2 separate regions of the Mus musculus genome follow, and region 1 is linked to region 2. A link is a contact called in public HiChIP or PLAC-seq data. All regions are on one chromosome and are shown on one strand. Each heading gives the region's core, a stretch centred on a gene start, on an enhancer-like site or on the middle of the called end of the contact. The rest is flanking DNA. Distances are from core to core; before and after follow the strand shown.

Evidence for each region. HiChIP or PLAC-seq counts read pairs in DNA pulled down with a chosen protein or histone mark.
Region 1: a contact with region 2 is called in an H3K27ac HiChIP or PLAC-seq map of microglia, with 3 times the contacts expected there. The contact joins the enhancer-like site here to the promoter of Kbtbd6 in region 2. A contact is called at or near these places in 1 of 39 promoter capture datasets (macrophages), 3 of 115 datasets of contacts at active chromatin or transcription factors (the SCID.adh cell line, embryonic stem cells and microglia) and 3 of 9 other capture datasets (adipose tissue, liver and pancreatic islet).

What each region holds. Positions count from the first base shown.
Region 1 is chr14:79,507,622-79,514,434 of GRCm38.p6, forward strand. The region is part of intron 1 of Elf1 (E74-like factor 1); the gene reads left to right. It also overlaps the pseudogene Gm9243. Among named protein-coding and RNA genes, the nearest start is that of n-TEttc4, 29 kb to the left of the region's middle. Within about 2 kb of position 1,545, at least 46 of the 459 cell types and tissues checked have an H3K27ac peak or open chromatin away from gene starts, as enhancers often do. A contact at or near this core is called in adipose tissue, liver, microglia and 1 more, where this site is marked.
Region 2 is chr14:79,447,604-79,454,287 of GRCm38.p6, forward strand. It overlaps Kbtbd6 (kelch repeat and BTB (POZ) domain containing 6), which reads left to right and starts at 4,232. Exons shown (of 1, transcript NM_001034882.3): 1 at 4,232-6,684. The coding sequence starts at 4,453. The coding sequence ends at 5,913.

The sequences.
Region 1 (6,813 bases), core at 295-2,794, 57 kb after region 2:
GTGTATGAATAGCTTCCTGCCAATTATCAAAAATCTGGTGAAGAAAGGGCTAGGAAAATGGCTCAGTAGTTAGAAACAGTTGTGCAATTGTGAGGATCTGAGTTCAAATCTCCTGCACAAACACATGCACACACCATCAGTGAATGTGAGGTAAGAAGAAGAGTGCACTGATGTGTATTTATGCCGCTCACAAGTGTGACTCAGCCGCACGGTGTGGCTATCAGGACAACTTGTAGGAGTTGATTTTTCCTTATAACTTATGGGACCCAGGCACTGAACCCAGGTCATCAGGCCTGGCAGCAGCCGTTGCTTTCTAAGCCATCTTGTGGACCCTGAGACTTTTTATGTGTCTTTAGTAGGACTTTGTTCTGCAAACAGCAGCCTAAGCCTGAGGATTTAGAAAGGCCATAGAATCAAAAGACAGAACTGAAAGGAGTCTCAAAAGTCCCCAGGTTTCCATGCTGTTCCAGGCTTTAACAAGAACAGGAAATGGGACTGGGATTTAGCTCACAGGCTGAATGCTTGTTTTTAGCATGTGCAAGACCCTGGGCTCAATTCCTAGGATTGCAAAAACCCTAGGAGAAAACAGAATGCCTGGGGAAAAGGCTGGCTTGGCAAAGCACCTGCAGGGAAGCTGGAGGGCCGTGTGTACATTCACAGAACTTACAGGAAAAGTTTGGCCTGGTAGCCTGTTCGTAAATCCAGTCTTCAGAGGAACTTGGGGGGAAGGAGACAGATCTGAAGCCTAGCTGAATCTTTGGTTTAGCGGGAGACTCTGTCTCAAAAAATAAAGATGGTGGGCCCGGAGAGAAGGCTCAACAGGTACTGACTCATCCTCTAGCCCCACAGCGTTTGATCTACACCCCATTCACTGGAAGAAGAGAGCTGACCTCTCCATTGTACATAGGGCACCTGAGTGCCCACATACAGATCAATGCACATGGAAAATAAAGGGTTGATAGCACTTGCGAGGTGAGGCAGGAAGATAGTATAAAGTTACTGCATGCACAGTGGACGGTTCTTTACAATAGAAAAGCAGTTTTGTTAAACAGCACCCCTTTCTCACCCTTCTCCCCAACTCTTTAAGTAGAAAAACCTTCCCACGATTATAATCATAACAAAATAAGCCACCTTTTAAAAATACCACTTACCTTTGTTTTGGGTACAGATGTTTTGCTTGCATGTGTGTAAATAAGTGCACACAGATGGGCCCGGTGCCTACAGAGGTCAGAGAGGTGCCCGGTCTTCTGGAGCTAGAGTTTGGATAGCTGTGAGCCAGCACATGGGGCCTGGGAATGAAATCTGGGTCCTCTTCAAGAGCTGCAAATGCTCTCATCTACTGAGCCCTCTTTCCACTCCCCAAACTGTTATCTTTAACCTCACTTCTGTCTGTCTGTCTGAAGCTTCTCTCATCAGACTGTCTCCTTTTAGAACCGCATTGTGTGACTTTTCCAGGCAATTTGCTTCTGCTTTTCCTGGCTAGAGAGGACAGAGGTCGTACAAAGGAACAGTATCATCTGAGTTCAGTGCACTGAGCCAGTGAGCTTATTGGGGTTATAGGAGCATGGGTGAGACTCCAGCAGCTGAGTCACAGAGAAAGCACCCGTCCTACAGGGATGAGTCAGGATTTAGGAGAGTGCAATCGCCCGAGACCCCCAGGCAGCCCTCGACCATGGAAGGGTCTCCTCCTTCCCAGCAGATGACATGACGCCAGGGAGCTGCACCGGATCTTCTCATTCGTATGATCTTCCTGTGCTTTTCAGTCAGGGTTCTTAGGAATTTTATGAGCTCTCTTGTATCTTTAGGAGGGAATTTTTCAATCAGGAAAAAACATTTATAAAATGGACTCTATCACACATAAAACTTTTCTTAAAAATACCTATTTTTAGCCGGGCGTGGTGGCGCACGCCTTTAATCCCAGCACTCGGGAGGCAGAGGCAGGCAGATTTCTGAGTTCAAGGCCAGCCTGGTCTACAAAGTGAGTTCCAGGACAGCTAGGGCTACACAGAGAAACCCTGTCTCGAAAAACCAAAAAAAAAAAAAAAAAAAAAAAAAAAAAAAACTATTTTTATTTATTTGTACATGAGGATCTCTCCCTCCCTCCCTCTCTCTCTTCCATCCTTTCTTTTTGTTTGTTTGCCTGCACATATGTGTGTATCCCATGTGAGTGCACGAATCTCTTGGAACTGGAGTTACAGATGGTTGTGAGCTGCTATGTGCTGGGAAACAAATCCCAGTCCTTTTAAGAATAGCCAGAGCTCTGAGCCATCTCTCCATGTTCCACCCCGATTTCTTTTTCTTTTTCTTTTTCAAAAAAATCAATAGTAACCTTCATATTGCTAAAACCAGTTGCCATTTTGCTTCAGATCTCATCTGCTTTGGTCTGAGATCAGCGGTTGACGCTCACTCACCTCTTAGTCTGTGTTTACTCCTCAGACTCCATGCCGATAGGGTAGATCTTGTTTTCCTCCTCCAATTCTCTGTGGTCCTTCTCGGCCACCCTTGTAAGCTCTTTATCATTTCCCCACCTCTAAATGATGGAGTGTCCCAGGAGTCTTTAGTATATTATCTGTAACTATATGTCATGCGCATGTGCCTAGATATATGCTAGTGATCCCCAAATTGTATTACTTGTTTTTAACCTTATTTTATAACTTAAATTATGATAGAAAATTAACAACACTTCAGTACTGATTTAAAGTCAGTACATCTTATGTTACACGATGAAAGAGTAAGAGGAAAGATATTTGCTTAATGTGTGTGTGTGCACATGCATGTGTGCATGTGTGTATATATTCTTATGCAAATACATTCTTAACAAAATAGGAGTTTCTGTAAGTGGTCACTTCCTAGTGTTGTAGCTGGCATTACTGACACTCTCTGCTGCTTGTTCTGTATTCTCTTGGTCTTCAACAAGTACCCCAGCTTGTTGTGCCCTAGGGCTGAAAAGTTGATGTGGCCAGCTGAAAGTAAACTTTCTGGCTCATTTATGGAGAATAAGGTGTTTGCTAAATCGGTAGCTCCTTTTCAGGTGCCAGATATATGAATTTGCTCAAGGAGTGAAACTGCATCTGGTTAAGTTTACAATATGGTTATTGTTTCCCAAGATCATTTCCAGACGGGTGCTGAGGACGGCCTAACAACTGCAGTCTGTCTTGGTTACTGTGTATATGGCTAGGGGCTAGAACAGTGTCTGACACACACTCAGTGCTCAGGGCACATTTTTGAAGGGTGAGAATGACTAAGAGTGCCTACAGTTAGTAATTAACATTGAGCCTGGAACATGGAGAAAACAATTTATATGTATAGACCCTCCTTCTCAAAATTAAGGCAGGGTCTCTGAACCCTGGTTGGCCCAGAACTCACTGTGTGCTAGGCTGGCCTCAAACCTTTGTCTTACTGAGTGCGAAGATTACAGGGATGCACCACCACACTGCCATCTTTTTCTTATTTTAAGATAGGACAAGAGTGGGTCAGTGTTTGAGGTTGTACTGAAACAGCAGCCTTTAATGTATTTCCCTGAAGGCTCTCATAAAAATCTCAGTGATAAACAGAATTGAAAAGCCACCTGCCTGGATAGAGGATCTCTAAGGTGTGTTCAGGCTTATGATGATAAATATTTTCAATAATTGTAAACTGGTCTGTTGAGGGACTTCTTCATGCAGAGGAGACCTTTTACGTGAGGGTTGAGTGGATGTTCAGTAGACGGTTGGAATGAGGTGGTCAATCCCAGCAACACAGAGATAAGGAGGTCGAACAGAGGTGGGGGAGGATAATTCCAAACTCCAGCAGGATTCAGTAGGTCTGGACTATGTGTATGTGTGCATGTGGGCATGGATGCTTCTGTGCCTGTTTGGTATGTGTGTATGGGAGAAAAAGTGAAGGAAATGTGTGGGCAGAGAAATGGAGTTGGGTCTGGGAAAAGAAGAAAAATTGAAGTCAGGTGTCAGAAGCCTTGAGTACCATGATAAACGGTGGTGTTTTGTTTTGTTTTAAGATGGGGTAATTGGGTCATCTAGTCTAAGTACTTGCCATAAACAATTGAAGGAAGGAAAGGTTTATTTTGGTCTATGATTTCAGAAGATTCAGTTCATGGTTGCTTGGCTTCATGTGCCTGGGCAGAAGATGACAGCAGGGGTGAGGGGTGGAGGCTGCTCTTAGCTTCTTGAAAAATAGGAAGCAGAGAGAGGGGGGAAATAGGAAGAAGCCAGGCTGAAATATAGGACAGGTAGTGATCTACTTCTGCCAACTAGGGCCACCCCTCCTCCCTTTTTACCACCCCCCAGTAACACCACTCTATTGTGAATATATAAAGGGGTAGCTCCATTGATTACACCCGGACCCTCAGGATCTGTTTTTGGAAAGACAAGGTATTTCACTAACTATTGAGGTATTTCCTCCTCTAATCAAGTTGACAACATTAGTCATTATCTGAAGTTTTCTGTTAGCTAATCTCTAACTTGAAATTCCCCTACCTCAGCTTCCAGTATTGGAATTACGGATGAGCATAGCTAGCCTGGCCTTTGTTTTGATTCTTGGACTCAGAGTTGTTTCTTCTCTCTCCCCATCTCCTCTTTCCCCATTGTGAACTAAGGTCACTATCGTTGGTAGAGTTGTTTTTCAGCAAGACTGTTGGTGGTGGTAGAGCTATATATAGGGCCTCACTGAGGCAAGTCAGGAAAGCAGTCTCCTATTGAGCTGTAGCTATAATCCTTTTAGATAAAAATGATTTCAGTGGTCAGAAATAGGCAGGAGAATACCATGAGATTTTCCTTTGTACTGAGTTCCCAGCCATCGTGGGTCCTTGCCTCAAAAAGAGCTGAGGGGCTGGGGTGTAGGCTCAGTGGTTAAGAATACTTGTTGCAGGGCTGGAGAGATGGCTCAGCGGTTAAGAGCACCAACTGCTCTTTTAAAGGTCGTGAGTTCAAATCCCAGCAACCACATGATGGCTCACAACCATCCGTAATGAGATCTGATGCCCTCTTCTGGGGTGTCTGAAGACAGCTACAGGGTACTTACATATAATAATACAAAAACAAAAAACCACTTGTTGCTATTGCAGAGGACCCAGGTTTGGTTCCTAGCACCCATATGATACACATGGTACCTTGCAGTGTCCAGATACAGGGAATCTGATGTCCTCTTCTGACTATCTTGAGCGCCAGGCACAAAAGTGGTACATAGACATATACACAAACTGCTCATATGCATAAGAATATATTTTTAAAGCTGAGACAGGATGATTGGCATGGGTTTGAAACTAGCTCGGACTAAAAGATGAGTTCTAGTCAACTTGCCTAGAGTATAATCCTGACACAGAAACTGACCAGCTCTGTCTGTAGGAGTGAATTACGGATCATGTGATACATACATGTTTAACTTCATTTGAAACTGCCAGTGCCTTCTAAAGTAGATATACCAATTTCCCAACCTACCAACAATGTACAAAGGAATAGTTACAGGCTTGGGAAATGCTTAGTTGGTAAAATGCTTGCTGTGTAAACATGAAGACCTGAGGTTTAGTGCCAGTACAGGTTCTAGTACAGCGTAAGCTGGTCTTAAACATGCTAGGTGACTGAGGCTTAGAGTGCAGGTGTGGATCACCGCGTCTGATGTTCACCTTTTTGAAAGAGTAATCTTAATCTCAGGATACTATTATAATGTTCCTATGGGGTATATATGCACAATTTATTGACTTCCCAGGACGGCAGTGGCTTCAAACTTAAGTGTGTGTGTGTGCGCGCGTGTTTGTGTTGAACCCCACGTTTCACACATGCTTGCTGTATGATTTGCTGTACTAGAGGGGTACGCTTAGCCGTAAAGACTTTTATTTGTTTATTTATTTATTTATTTCAGCATTGTGGATTGAACACAGAGCATTGCACATTTGGTAGTTGTCCTACCACTGAGTGGTACCCTCTATCCTGTGTTTGTTTAAAAAAAAAAAAGAGTTTTGCCGTGTAACTAGGCTGTTTTTGAACTTGCTATGTAGCCTGGGCTTGATTTGGCCTTGTGTTCCCTTCCCTCAGCCTAAGTATTCGAGGCATGTGCCGTTGAACTCTGTTCCAAGCCCTTGGTGTATTCCTATGTGTGTGCTCACCTGCATGTGGAGGGCAGAGGTCAACACAGGTGTCATTCCTCAGGAGCCACCTACCGTGTTTTTGAGATAGGGTAGATTTGGTTAGGCCAGCTGACCAGCAAGCTCCAGGGTGTTCATTCCTCATGCTAGGCAAGCACTTGGCTATGGAGCTACATCCCAACCCAAGGTCCAGGATGTCACCTGGGTGATGGGCCTCACACTCCAGTTCTCATGCTTGGAGGTGAGTGTTTTACTGAGCTGTCTCCCCAGGTCCCTGTTTCAAGGTGTAGTTTGTTTGTTTGTTTTTGTCATTTTAAAAATAAGTGTTGCCATTTGCTTATTTTTTTAAAAAATCTTTATTTTTATTTCATATGTATGGGTTTTCCTGGGTGTATGTCTGTATACCGTAAATATGCAGTAGTGCCTGAGGAAGCCAGAAGAGGGCGTTGGATTCCTTGGCACTGGAGTTACAGACACTGAGCTGTCAAGCTGGTGCTTGGGATTGAACTCAGATCCTCTGGAAGAGCAGTCAGTGCTCTTAACCACTGAGCCATCTCTCCAGCCCCCATTGGCTTATTTATTTCATTTATTTATTTATTTATTTGTATCATCCTTTTACTTTTTCTAATTAACTTATAAAAGTCAGATTAGGTTTACATGGATATCACCCAAAATATTAGCTGTGGGAAATGAGCTTTCCAGTGAACAGTGGACTTCTTGCTATTGACTCAGAG
Region 2 (6,684 bases), core at 2,982-5,481:
AAGTTCACAATAAAAGTAAACCATCATGGGTCTGAAAAGATGGGTCAGTAGTTAAGAGCAGCACATACTGCTCTTCCAAAGGTCCTAAGTTCGGTTCCCATCACCCAAATTAGGTGGCTTGAAACCACCTGTAACTTCAGCCTTAGGGAATCTGATGCCATTTTCTGGCCTCCAAGGGCACCTGCACTCATGTGCCCATTCTCACTTACTGTATACATATATATTTAACTAAAATTAAAAGTAAAATCTTGCTGGAGAGATGGCTCAGCAGTTAAGAGCACTGACTGCTTTTCCAAACGTCTTGAGTTCAAGTCCCAGCAACCACGTGATGGCTCACAATCATCTATAATAGGATCCGATCCCCTCTTCTGGTGTGTCTGAAGACAGCTACAATACACTCATATAAATGAAAAAAAAAAAACCAAATAAAAACTAAAGTCTTAAAAAATAATCTGTCACTCATACCTTGTTTAAGAATAAAGTTTTGGAGCCGGGTGTGGTGGCACACGCCTTTAATCCCAGCACTCGGGAGGCAGAGGCAGGCGGATTTCTGAGTTCTAGGCCAGCCTGGTCTACAAAATGAGTTCCAGGACAGCCAGGGCTACACAGAGAAACCCTGTCTCAAAAAAATCAATCCCCCCCCCCCCAAAAAAAAAGAATAAAGTTTTGGGGCTAGTGTAGAGATAATCTTTTTTTGCACTTTGTAAAAGCATTCACCAGTCCAAAAAAAAAAAAAAAAAACCCAGAAAACAAAAAAAACCTGTGGCTAGTGAGCTGAGGCAGGCAATAGGAGATGGGACATCCAGCAGAGAGAGAGAGAGAGAGAGAGGAATTATGGGAAAGAGTCAGGCTGAAGGGATTTTTCTCAGACTCTGGAGGAGGTCATCACATAAACCTGAAGACAGGTAACTAACCATGCGGAAGCCATAAAGGAACCATGCGGAAGCCATAAAGTAATTTAAATGAGTTATATAAGTAACAAGCTAGGCGGGAAACAAAGCCAAGGCTATTGGTGTAAGCATTTATTAATAAATAATTAATCGTAGAGTAATTATTTCTGAAAACAAAGGGGCCAGGAGACAAAGGTCAAAGTTACAGGCCAGTGAAATGACTGGTGGATAGAAACACTTGCCACTAATCCCAGAAACCTGAGTTTGACCCAGGAACCCACGTGATGGAAAGAGAAAAATCCAATGTTTACTCCTTCTGATCTCAACAGTGTACCTACAGAAATATACACACACTACCTATATATGTGTGTGTGTATGTACGTATGTGTGTGTGTGTATATATATAGAACAAATTAGACGGTGAGGTGGGAGCAAAAGGAAAACCGGGAACTGTTAGATCTGGTGGCAGAGTCTACCAGCGGAAGATTTCCAACATAGAATAGTTGAAGAGTTTAGGATAGATTCTGCACCCAGGGGTTGTGCTATCTGTTGATTCTAAACTAAAACAAAACAAAACCGACAAAAAGCAAACAAACAAAAGAACAAAATATTTTAAAAACAGGTTCTCGTGGGTCCTAGGCTGGTTTTGAACTCACTATGTAGCTAAAGATGACCTTGAACTCTGATCCTTCTGCTTCCACCTCCCAAGTGCTAGGATTACAGCCTGTACTGTCAAGCCTGATTGATGCAGTACTGGGGATCAAACCCAGGGCCTCACCTGTGAGAGGCAGGCACTTGACCAATTGAGCTATAGCCCTTTCCCATTTACTTAGGTATTTGTGAGTATCTGTGCATGGTTTGTTGCCAGTGACTTTCCAGCATCACAGGGTTTCCCAGGAAAGGCAGCCATGAGACCATTCATTGGTGGTGGTTGTGGTGACAAAAGTTGTGGTTGCTGGGGCAAAAGTAGGTTACTTCTGGTAATATTTACCTTTCTTAAACTCTTTGCTATCCTAAGGCCAAAGGCTTCTATTTCTGGTAATTAACTCCTGCTGTGTAGAACCAGAGAATTAAGTAAGAATTGTTAGAGTTCCTTTCTCTCTTGCCTGGGAGCCTCTTGATAGCTGGGTGAGAGGCTCAGAGCTCATTAACTCTTTACAAACCAGAGAGAAAAGAGAAAGTTAGAAATTCATTTACATAGAGAATGACTACAGACACATACATTCTGTTTGGGCCAACTACCTGTCTTATCATCTCCACAAGTATTCATGCATGCTCATATACATACCATACACATATACCTACACATACATATAGACAAGTGGACATTCACATATATACATTTGGTGAATTGCCCCACACACCACACATACAGTTGGATCTGTGGCACAGCCCCATATGCTACCACTTTATCCCTTCTCTCTAGTCTCTTTATATCTTCATAGACAGAGGTTCTTTAGAAAATTACCTCATAGATTAAATGTCACACAAAGGAGAGTTACAGAAGTATGCTGATATTAAGTTCAAAGCAGTGTTTCATTCTGTAAGCTCATTATCCATTCAAAGCAACAGTTTCACATGTCCTTGCTCTATCATAGAGCACACCTGTGGCTTCATCCTTAGATCTGACCTAGAATGAATGTTTTTCCTTGATCACTAATTTGTCCCAAGCCCCCTTTTTAGTGTAATTATGAAAGCTCATTGTATCCCTTATTATGCAGCCTTTATTTACTATTCTATGAGGTGTATGGACATTCTATTCTTGATTCTAAATGTATTATATCTTCCTGGCAAGACAACTATAACCATCTCTTAAAACTTTCTTCCTAAATTTTAATCAAATCAGGAATTCTATAAAATCATTAATTCATATAAACAGTATTAATTAATGAAAGTTTACCTTTATGTTGATCTGCAGGGCATTTATTTGCTCAATAGGCTGGACTAATGCCCAGGAATCCCTAGTCTCTATAAGAGTGGCAGGCAAGGAATATCAGCTGCAAGAAGCAATCCTGAGACAAAGCCACTTGGAACCTTGCCTCTCAAAGCTCACCCATCCTAGGTCATACAAAAAGGTGGGCCACCTCCAAGAAAGTCCTCTGCTAGCGTTAGCCTCTTTTTGATGGCTCACGGCAGTTTGTCTTTTATCAAATAGCAGTGAAGGTAACAAACTATTTGATGCCGACAATGTCATCAGGTTATCCTTAGAGGTTTAAGCAGGAAGATTGCACAATTTCACAGCCAGCCTGTGATACAGAGTAAGACTCTGTCTCAAATACAACACTAGAGTTAAAGGTCTTTCTTTGTAGCTTAGGCTGTCTTGGAACTTTCAGTATAGCTAGACTGTAGGCTGTTTTCTAATGCAAGGTACTTCTGGGAACTGAGCTTGCATGCAAGGGCCATTAACAAAAGTTGAAGCATGACAAAATTGAAATTGTGAGTCTGTAGGAAAACAAAAATGCTGGAGTCTATAGAATTCCCTTTTGGTTTGGCAGTTTCTATTTTTAAAAATACGTAGTTTTCTGTGCAGGCACCTAGCTCATGTGTGGGGGTCAGAGGACAACTTTTGGGAGCTTCAGGTGCTTAAAACCTGCAGATTTTTTTCAACACAAAGAGTAAACTCCTCTATAAACATTATTAATATTAATGCACCAGTAATCATTTATCATTTGTAACAAATCTCACAGTAACGCAGGGCATTAAGAGGGGTATTAATAGGTGAAACTGTGAGACATGGATGCTGGGACTTTCCTGCACTTCCTGTTCAATTTTCCTACGAGCCTAAAACTGTGCTAAAAATAAAATCTTTTCAAATGAACCAACCAAACGAGAAACATCTCTGAAGAAACTTTAAGATGTTTTTCTGTAGACTCATATTAAATCAATGTTTCTTCATTTTCAATAAAATACTGGAAAAAAAGAAAACCCTAAAACTCTCTAGCTTTTTATATTCCAGGAATTGCACGTCTAATTATTGTTTTTGTAAAACAAAACTATGAAATGTTTCCAAAGCAATGCAGCTCTTTTAATCATCAATATTCTCAAATACTACTATTGATGTTTTACAAGAGAAAAAACAAACACATTAGAACAGAAGGATTAAAGAGGATTTCAAACCATAAATTCTAAACCCGACAATAAATCCCAAGAGAACCGGCGGTTTCTAGTAGATCCTGAAAACAATGAAAAACCAAAAAGGCTCGCGACTTTGGATGAACTACAACTCCCAAAATGCAAAGCAGCTGCAGTCTTTCAGTTTCCGCCCTAGAACCTGAAAACTCCCATCATGCCTGGAGGCGGGAAAAGCAGTTTGTAACGTACCCTGCTGGCTTACTCCTTGCGCTTTTGCGGTGTCGTCCGCGCTGGTGTGAAGATGCTGGCCGTCGGCTACGCGATAAAGGGAGGCGGCTCCGCCCCGAAGGCCCAACTGAGTAATTGCGGCCGCGAGCGGAGTCTGTTCTGGGTCGCCGCTGTGCCGCCCCTGTGTTGGCGAGGGAGGCGTGAGGAGGAGCCAGGCGTCTGCAGCCGTTCTCGCCCTCGGCGCCCCGCCGCCATCTCCACCATGCAGTCCCGGGAAGACGCCCCGCGCTCTCGCCGCCTCGCCAGCCCCCGCGGCGGGAGGCGGCCCAAGAGGATTTCCAAGCCCTCGGTGTCGGCCTTTTTCACGGGCCCGGAGGAATTAAAGGACGCGGCCCATTCCGCAGCCCTCCTGGCACAGCTCAAGTCTTTCTACGACGCGCGGCTGCTGTGCGATGTGACCATCGAGGTGGTGACGCCTGGCAGCGGGCCGGGCACGGGGCGCCTCTTCTCGTGCAACCGCAACGTGCTGGCGGCCGCTTGCCCCTACTTCAAGAGCATGTTCACGGGGGGCATGTACGAGAGCCAGCAGGCCAGCGTGACGATCCACGACGTGGATGCCGAGTCCTTCGAGGTCTTGGTGGACTACTGCTACACTGGTCGCGTGTCGCTCAGCGAGGCCAACGTGCAGCGCCTGTACGCGGCCTCGGATATGCTGCAGCTGGAGTACGTGCGCGAAGCCTGTGCCTCCTTTCTGGCTCGCCGCCTTGACCTGACCAATTGCACTGCCATCCTCAAGTTTGCCGATGCCTTTGACCACCACAAGCTGCGATCTCAGGCCCAGTCCTTCATAGCTCACAACTTCAAGCAGCTCAGCAGGATGGGGTCCATTCGGGAGGAGACGCTGGCAGATCTGACCCTGGCCCAGCTGCTGGCCGTCCTGCGTCTGGACAGCTTGGATGTAGAGAGTGAGAAGACTGTGTGTCATGTGGCGGTGCAGTGGCTGGAGGCTGCTCCCAAAGAGCGGGGTCCCAGTGCTGGGGAAGTCTTTAAGTGTATTCGTTGGGCGCACTTCCCTGCAGAAGAGCAGGACTACCTAGAGGAGCTACTGAGCAAGCCTATTGTGAAGAAATACTGCCTGGACATTATTGAAGGGGCTCTCCGGCAGTTTCGTTTTGATGATGGTCTGCCTAAGGCTTTGGCACAGATTCCAAGCAACAGCAACAATAGCAATAGTAATAATAATGACACCAGCAACACTGTTGTCCCAGCAGAAGAAAATCCACCCCATAGGTTAGGGATGTGTGTGAAGAGAATGATGGTTTTCTGTGGACACCCCAAACATCACTTTTTCTGCTTTGACCCATACTCTGAGGAAATTTACAAAGTGTCCTTGCCTGTGACTTGCCTTGCACACACTAGAACTCTCACCACCTTAGCTGTCTATATTTCTCCAGACCATGACATCTGTCCCACTGTTCAGTCCAGGAGAGGTGTATGGGTATATAAGCCAGCCCAAAATAATTTGTATCAACTGACTGACCACTTGCTGTGTCCGGAGGGTATGGATATGACATATCTGAATGGTTACATTTACATTTTGGGTGGACGAGACCCTGTTACTGGAGCTGAATTAACAGATGTGGGACGCTACAGTGTCCAGAAGAACAGGAGGCCATTAGTGGCTCAATTACCACATTCCTTTACATCCTTTGACTTTTGGTGATTCTGTGTCCTCTGCAGCACACATTTGCTATGGAATGAATGGTCCAAGCCATATCAAGTAGCTGAAGTTTGTTTCTCTGAAGCTCAGTGACTTGTGAAGCCTATGTCTTCATTGATGACATCTCTTGTATCATTGACATCCCAGTAATGAAAGTATACAATCCAGTTACTGTAGAATGGAGACAAATAAATATTCCTTTCATGATAGGGACTAGTGGTTATTAGATTATCACACGTGACCAAAAACTGTTACTTATCACCTCATGTACCCCTGTACCCTTGACAAAGAGTAGGATGACTCTGTATGACAGTGGAGAAAACTAGTAGTTTAATATAGGTTCCACATTAGGCCTCTTGAAGTTTGATATTTTTTTCTTTTCCTTGTATCTCAGCCCATGTGTTTCTGCTTTGAACCTGACCAGTTTCCTGGCTGAAGAACAGATAACTAGTGTAGTTTCACTAAATACAGAAATTCAGAAAGTTCAAATTCTTTTTATGATGTAGATTTTGGTGTAGATAGTGTATTATTGAAATTTACCAGACCAACAGTCTTTGTTGCAATTCTGTAGAAAATGCTTGAGAAAGGCATCTTTACTTATTCATAGTATAAGGGAGTTAATTGAAAGTTTTGTTTAGAAGAATTAATTCTTGAAATATATAATTCAATGTGAAAATGTTAGCACTCTAGTTACTTAACAACTTACTGAGCCACAAATCCAGAAGTTTGCTATTATATTTATATTTCATTATATTAATTTATATTTTTAGTTTT